Regions from separate parts of the Rattus norvegicus genome. Here region 2 is linked to region 1. The links are chromatin contacts, called in public Hi-C maps. All regions are on one chromosome and are shown on one strand. Each heading gives the region's core, a stretch centred on a gene start, on an enhancer-like site or on the middle of the called end of the contact. The rest is flanking DNA. Distances are from core to core; before and after follow the strand shown.

Region 1 (4,063 bases), core at 790-3,289:
TATTTATAATAGCCAGAAGCTGGAAAGAACCCAGATGCCCTTCAACAGAGGAATGGATACAGAAAATGTGGTACATCTACATAATGGAATACTACTCAGCTATCAAAAACAATGACTTTATGAAATTCGTAGGCAAATGGTCGGAACTGGAAAATATCATCCTGAGTGAGGTAACCCAATCACAGAAAAACACACATGGTATGCACTCATTGATAAGTGGCTATTAGCCCAAATGCTTGAATTACCCTAAATGCCTAGAACAAATGAAACTCAAGACGGATGATCAAAATGTGAATGCTTCACTCCTTCTGTAAAAGGGGAACAAGAATACCCTTGGCAGGGAATAGAGAGGCAAAGATTAAAACAGACACAGAAGGAACACCCATTCAGAGCCTGCCCCACATGTGGCCCACACATATACAGCCATCCAATTAGACAAGATGGATGAAGCAAAGAAGTGCAGGCCGACAGGAGCTGGACGTAGATCGCTCCTGAGAGACACAGTCAGAATACAGCAAATACAGAGGCGAATGCCAGCAGCAAACCACTGAACTGAGAATAGGACCCCCGTTGAAGGAATCAGAGAAAGAACTGGAAGAGCTTGAAGGGGCTTGAGACCCCATATGTACAACAATGCCAAGCAACCAGAGCTTCTAGGGACTAAGCCACTACCTAAAGACTATACATGGACTGACCCTGGACTCTGACCTCATAGGTAGCAATGAATATCCTAGTAAGAGCACCAGTGGAAGGGGAAGCCCTGGGTCCTGCTAAGACTGAACCCCCAGTGAACTAGATTGTTGGGGGGAGGGCAGCAAGGGTGGGGAGGATGGGGAGGGGAATACCCATAAAGAAGGGGAGGGGGGAGGGGGATGTTGGCCTGGAAACCGGGAAAGGGAATAACACTCGAAATGTATATAAGAAATACTCAAGTTAATAAAAAAAAAAAAGAAAGAAAGAAAGAAAGAAAAAGAAATTAGATGCCAAAAAAAAAAAAAAAGTGCACATCAGGGGTTGGGGATTTAGCTCAGTGGTAGAGCGCTTGCCTAGTGAGCGCAAGGCCCTGGGTTCGGTCCCCAGCTCCGGGGGGGGGGGGGGGGGGGGGAGTGCACATCAGTCAGGGCCTGGGCAAACACCTAGCTAGTGCTGTCTGTGGGGTGAGAAACCATCTTATTCAGACAATGGCACTAGTCAAGAAGTGGGGAAGAAAGTAGGGCTGCCAGCCCTGAGCCATGGTGTTCCCTGTCTCTGGGGCCTCTTTCAGGGAAAAGCCAAATGAACTCTGAGGCCTCTGGTGATTCATTAAGTCTCAGGAACAGGGTGTCTGCCTTTGAGGAAATAAGCCTAAAAGGGAAAAAGTGCTCCACTTGCAGCATATTTGTGCTGGCTACTCACTCTTATGTCAACTTAACACACAAACTAGAGATAACTGAAAGGAGGGACTCGTGACAACAATGCTTCCATAAGATCTAACTGTAGGACATTTTCTTAGTTATTGACAGGGCCCAGCCCATTGTGGGTGGTTCAATCCCAGGGCTGGTGGTCCTGGGTTCTAAAAGGAAACAGGCTGAGCAAGCTTAGGGGAGCAGGCCAGAAACAAAACCCCTGCATCAGCTCCTGCCTCCAGGTTCCTGCCTTGTTTGAGTTCCTGTTCTGACTTCCTTTGATGATGAACAAAATAAGGAAGTGTGAGCCAAATAAACCCTTTCCTCCTCAACTTGCTTTTTGGTTGTGGTGTTTTGTCACAGCAATAGTAATCCTAACTAAAACTATACTCTAGAGCCAACTCTGCAAAGGGCTAAGGCCACCTGCTCCTTGGGCCCTTCCACCTGGTACTACCAATGCCATAAAACCAGAGGCCACACTCCAGGCCTCCTGCCTTCTGCCAGTGCCCCCAAAGGGGGAGGTTGCACAAACAAAACACATGCTTCTGAGACAAGGCCGTAGGGTGATCTTTGGAAGTTGGCCTAAGGAAGGTGGCCTGCCTCCAAGTCACATGCTTTCTAAGCACAGACTGAGCCCGAATTCCCCACACTAAGCAGATACAAAGGCCCTCCCGTCATCTCTACCTTCCCCCACTTTTCAACATGCAGCCCAACTGGGGCCACTGTACAGAGCAAGGAGCTCCAGCCCAGCAAGGTCATCGGGGGTTTTGGGCTCTAGCCAACTGTGGCATGGGAAGCTCCAACTTGGGGAGCTTACCACCTCCTTCCTCCTCTGTCCCCTCCTTGGCTTCTTCAGGAAGCTATAAAGCTCTTTCTAGACTCTTCTACCACACCCCACCTAAAATGATGAGATTTTACAACTATTCTCCTGTTTACAACTGTTCCCTGGCCACCAGGTCTCAAACTTTAGGCAGGAACAGTTTACTCATTTCTGGACTTCAGCATCTACCATAGATTAAGGATTTTTAAAAGTATGTGCTGAATTAATTACTAACAACCAAGTCCTCAAGTGGGCAGGTTTCCCAGACAGCCCCATCCATGAGCATTCAACTGAAATCTGGGTCATATTCTAAGAACAAGGCAATGCTAACAGAAGCAATACAAGTGGCAGAAAAGCTGACTGAGTCCTGGTAACATGTGCACACACCAGACACTGCAACTGGGCAATCCACTCAGAACAACAGCAGGTTACATGTGGACCTGACAATGGGAACCACTCTCCACAGTGATAGTCATTTTCTGACATCTACATCAGAGCAACACAATGTGCCTACAGCAGGCACTCTAACCTGGGCAGACTCAGCATTAACTGAGTCCATTTAGGGAGGAAGAGCACACTGCCAGGGGAGGGACAAAATGCAGGGTAAATGGTGATTAGTCACCACTTTCCGGACCAGAGACAAACACACAAGATATGAAACAGGCATATGAGGAAGGCTGTTTTTAACACATAGCAAGACCACGTAAGTTTCATGTGTTCTGCAGGAAGCAAAGAGGAAACTGCCTGAGGTTTTGGAACAGCCCAAATCCATCCCATAGGGCTGTTCTTTGTGTAAGACAAGTAACAAAGAGAGCCAAGTTCTACTAATAATGTAGACAGGGCTATGTGAGACAGTCTAATCCAGTCGCAACCACTTGATTTCCTCCTCCCCAAATCCATGGCCATAATCTTCACACACACACACACACACACACACACACACACACACACACACATCACACATCACACCATTCTGAAACACAGACCAAATGATTAGATTTGTCCTTAGGAAGTGAAATCCCCTCCCTGGTGGTTGCAGAAGGACAAATTGCCCTAGCTAGGACCATTCCTGGGGACTTTCCCCACCCCCAAAGGTTATGGGCCCAAGTATCCCTTCTTGACGCAGCTCCTCTCTGATGTTCCTGGGGAAAGGGCATTCCTGGCACCACCAGTAAAGGAATACTACTGTTTTCTCTCACCATCAAAGGACAGGACAGTACACTCACCTTAGCTGCCACGTCTCCCCTCAGCCCAGTTCTACCTGATTTCCAGGTCCTTATTTTAAGGGCAAAATACCCAAAGCTTGTTTCTACTCAGCCACGCCTGAGGGCACATACATCAGTCAGTACCAGGGGAGCAGGATTACTTGTAATATCTTCCACATGTATAGCTACCAGTTAATGCAGACCAGGCTTCTCTAAGCTGAACAGGCCCCACAAGTCTTCTGTATCTAACACCCACAACATCCTTGAGAAAGCCTCTTGGGGTGCCCCATGTTTAACAGTAAGGGTTCTGATGAGGTCTTCTGCTTCTTGAAGCAAAGTTCCACCAGGCTGCATCTCAGCCCAGAACACAGGGTGTTCAGGATAAACTTTAGCTCAGGACAGGCTACCAATGAGATCTAACACCAGAATTCCTTAGGTACATTCCGCTTGTGTGAATTCCCCTGTACTGCAGAGAGTGTCACAGGAAGTAACTGGGAGAGAGTCTCTCTTTTAGTGCTCTTTAAGTCTTTAAGTCTCTTTAAGTAGGAAGGTCAAAGGGACCAGGATAGTCCAAGAGCATTACACCAGTTCACAGGAGCGGCTACCTGCCAAGAGCACAGAGCCTGCTGGGTGCTCAACCTTCACACCCATCT
Region 2 (4,063 bases), core at 459-2,958, 110 kb before region 1:
GGCAAGCGCTCTACCACTGAGCTAAATCCCCAACCCCAAAACTAGAGTACTTTTAAAGCCATTCCCAAACAACATGACAATTTACCATAAATATGCCCATTCACAGCCCTGCCCATTGGCCCGTATCATTCCCTAACAAAAGGGCCAGTGGCACCGCACTATCATCTGATACCCGTCACACTCAATTTCCCTTTTCACAGTTGGTCTGTTCCATCACCACCGAGTGCCATAGACTCAATCCAATTATGCCTTTTCATTTCGTTAGTGCTCTAACGGTATCCCCTCTCCCCCTACTCGACCCCAGCCCTAATGAATTAACAAATCAGGCCACTTGTCCTACAACACACCAATGAACCAGGATTCCTGGAAACTGCAGCAAAGGCTGAATAAAGAATTAAAACCTCTATGACTGTGGAGAGGCTGAATCGTTGCAGGTGCAGGGCCTAATTGCAATTTATCTTGGGCTATCTTTAGTCCATTAAATAGATTCTTTGCCCCACTCTGTGTCAGACCTAACGTCAAGATAAACAGATTAAAATCTTGGTGACGCGTAGTAACAAAACCCTTATTCCCCACCAATCAAAGGGCGAAGAATGAGGCCTGCAGCTGAGGTTCCGGTTTGCTGTAATCACCTACCGAACATTTCCACTAATACATTTTTCGACTTGAATTGTGGCTTTCTTTGTTCTGCTACTATGCAAACGTCCTGAAACTGTTTTCCCATTGGAACGTAGGATTTGGGGTGTCCTAAAACTGTTTCTGCACTCATTATTGGCTCCAGAATTAACTTATTCCCCATGAGGTGAGTGCTGTGCTTTTGGGTGGACATGTTCCCCAGGCCACCGACAAAAAGCAGCATGTGTTGAGGAAATGGTTTTAATAAAAGCGAAGTTAAATAATAGACTTTTTGGTCCTTTTGAGGGCACTCGCAAACTGTAGTCCACAGACGAAGCGTGGAATTCCGTCTCGGAATTTGAAGGAGCGGGGAGAGGAAGGAAGCAGTTGCATATACAAGAAAGCATCCTCAGACATCTCTCAGCTTTGCGACCTCCCCCATAGTACTGACCAAACATCTGCACCAAATCCTCGAAGCTCTCCTGCACACACTGCTGTTAGTTCATTTTCTTATGTTGCATTCTGAGCAAACTGGAGGTGGCAGAAAGCACAAAACTAAGTCATGCTCATCGGGCGGTCCACAGGCAGCCTGCTGACATAGCGTGCTTGCGGCAGACGTAGTAGAGATGGGGTCCGTCCCTTCCCGGGACGCCACCCCCCACCCCCCCCCAAAAAAAAACGTTGGCAGAATGTAGCCGGAGCCTAGAGCGAACACCAGTCAACTGGCATGCGTTCCACGGTCCCCAGCCCAGCGCTCGCCGCCTCCCGCCCCGCCCCGCCCCGCCCCGGCGCTCTTCCTCTTCATTGGCTATCTCCGGGCGCGCCCACGCCCACAGAAGCTCCGTTTCCCTCCACCCCCTCCACCCCTCCCGCTTCACCTTTCACCTCCTCACCTTCCGGGACTCCCAGAAGCCTCAGTCCCCGCCCACCAGAGAAGGGGGAACCGGTACTCTGTCATGACTCGCAATTATTGGTGGAAATTATCTGTCCATCAGAACAACGGCGATCACGGATTAGCTAAACAACAGCAGTAGGTGGGGAAGCCGGTGTAGGGGCTTTCGCGCATGCGCAGTGTGAGTGCAGTGACGCGACCCCGGGGGTAGTCATGGCGGCTCGGTGCGTGAGGCTGGCGCGGCGCAGCCTCCCGGCTTTGGCGCTGTCGTTCAGGTAAGAGAGCACTGCTCCTCCGCGTCGGCCCCACTCTTGGCCCAGAGCTCTGGCGAGGACATTAGCAGCAGGTCTGGTCCCCGCATCGGTGCCCGTGCGCCCTGAAGTCTCATCCTCACAGTCGGATCCCCGTGCCTGGCCTCAACGCGCGGGTGTCCCGGTGTTTGCTGTGCGGCGCTGCACGAACTGGGCCCGAGGGCCGAGGAGTGGGGCCGCTGGGGCGTAAATGTGGGGATCTGGGTGATGCGTCAGGTGGAAGGCTCCGCCATTTGCTTGTCAGGCGACACACGGTACTCTCACCGGCATAGGGGCACCACCCCTCCTGGAATTGCAAAAGACAACAAGCGGGAGACTTGCCCAAGGTCAGGCAGCCAGGCAGAAGCCCGCCTGCCTAGGGGCTGGGGTTACTGATCCCTAATCCAAACCAGAATGTGTGCTGCCTGGTTATTGGCTTTTCCCACTGTCCCTCACATTTTGTCCTCCGCGGAATGTGAAGTCCAAGGAGCAACAAAGACAGTGTGCGCAGTTTAATTAGATAAATGCCCATTTTTTTGGCAATCTTTACCTTAACTCGTGGCTTCCGGCTTTTGAGTCGCACCTCCAAAGTTAGGCAGTGCTCAGTTTCTTTAGCTTGTTTCTTCCTGGAACCAAGTTTTTGGTTGATTTAAAAAAAATAAAAAGAGCGACTTTGCCCGAATCTTGTGGAAACTGAGCGGAATGGGAGCGGGCCTTTTCATCTAGTGAGAGTTAACATGTGGATGATCTCTTATACGTGACCACAAGATGAAAACAGGCTTACATTGTGCAAAGAGCTGGGAGCTAAGCAGTGAGCAGTCTGGAGTATTCCCGTGGAAGCATTTCTTACTTGTGGTGCTTAGAGTTGACAGGAAGGATTCCCATCCGGTCCCATCCCCCAGCTTGGTTTATGTCTGTCTCTTAAATTGTGGTTTTGAAGAAAGGTGCTCTAGTAGGAAGGACAGCCGTATAGCTGCTAGTCATAACTCCACAATATCCCTAAGCTTGGCTTCCCTCTTCCCTGAGGGACCTAGTCCTAGTTCCTTACATGAAAGTATCTGTACAGCAAAACTCTTGCTGAAAGGCTGATTGTCACTCCCAGGGGTGGAGATAATTCATACTGTAGGCAGGCTTCACATGTGTATGGGTGTTTTGCCTGAACATAGGTCCATGCACCATGTGTGTGCCTAGTGCCTTCAGAGGTCAGAAGAGTTACAATTAGCTGGTTGTTACCTGGGAATCAAAGTTAGGTCCTCTACAAGAATAACAAATGCTCTCCACCACTGAGCCAACTCCCCAGCCCAGATTCTTAGCTTTTTTAAAAGCATGACAGAATAAAAAATAAAATTAAGAGGTCACTGCTGGGGCCAGGGGTTGGGGGGGTCGGTAGTTAAACACTGGCTGCTTTTGTGGAGGACCTACCTGGGTTTAATTCCCAGCATCCACAGTGGGTCAGAGCCGCCTGTAACTCCAGCTCCAGGAGATCCCATACCTCCTGGCTGCCTCTTCAGGTTCATGTCGAGGATTCATTAGACTTCTCTTTGCCTTTCCTCTGCACAACGCTCATACTCCCACTTCCACCCCTCTGTCCAAGTGATTCCCAGTTCCTGAAATGCACCGCTTACCCACCCTACCCTGTAACTCACCTGGGCCTGCTTTGGATCTGTGCAGAAGAGCGCACTGCAATCCCAGGACTCAGCACCTGGGAGACTGAGGTTAGAAGATTGCAAATTTATTGCCAGACTCAATCTCGGAGTAAACAAATGCATCAGAAAGAAAAACAGGGGCTGGAGAGAAGTCTCAGTGGCTGAGAGTGCTTGCTATTCTTGTAGAGGACTCAAGTTTAGTTCCTAGCACCCACACTTAGACAGAGCACAACTGCCTGCAATTCCAGCTCCAAAGTATCCAGTGGTTTTGGCTTTCATAGGTACCCAAACTCACGTGGCATACACTTACACAGATATACACATACAAAGGCACACATGGACAGACAGACAAACAAGCACATAATAAATATAATAGCAACACATTTTTTTCTTTTTGTTAAATCAGCTTGCGGTCCACACCTTTAACTGAGGCAGAGGCAGTCAGAGCCCTATTGAGTTTGGGGCCAACCTGTTCTACATATCAAATTCCAAGCCAGCCAGGGCCCTGGCTCAGAAAAGAAAAACAAGTGTCCTGGATTTCCCTGCAGCCATAGGTGACTGTGTTTTGGGTGTTTACTTTTTCTGTCTGATGACAAGATTTCTGCTTAGGCCACTGTCAT

What was found. Hi-C and Micro-C count contacts between places; a contact is called where the count stands out from the background.
Region 2: a Hi-C map of mammary epithelial cells shows a contact between it and region 1, with 2.0 times the contacts expected there. The contact joins the promoter of Grpel1 here to the enhancer-like site in region 1. A contact is called at or near these places in 9 of 12 Hi-C or Micro-C datasets (the A7r5 cell line, Schwann cells, frontal cortex and 4 more).

Annotation. Positions count from the first base shown.
Region 1 is chr14:78,405,892-78,409,954 of GRCr8, reverse strand. All of the region lies in intron 2 of Tbc1d14 (TBC1 domain family, member 14), which reads right to left. Among named protein-coding and RNA genes, the nearest start is that of Tbc1d14, 11 kb to the right of the region's middle. Within about 2 kb of position 2,039, at least 35 of the 93 cell types and tissues checked have an H3K27ac peak or open chromatin away from gene starts, as enhancers often do. A contact at or near this core is called in the A7r5 cell line, hepatocytes, kidney and 1 more, where this site is marked.
Region 2 is chr14:78,520,513-78,524,575 of GRCr8, reverse strand. Grpel1 (GrpE-like 1, mitochondrial) reads left to right here and starts at 1,708. Exons shown (of 4, transcript NM_024487.4): 1 at 1,708-1,782. The coding sequence starts at 1,721. It also overlaps a transcript of Tada2b not described here.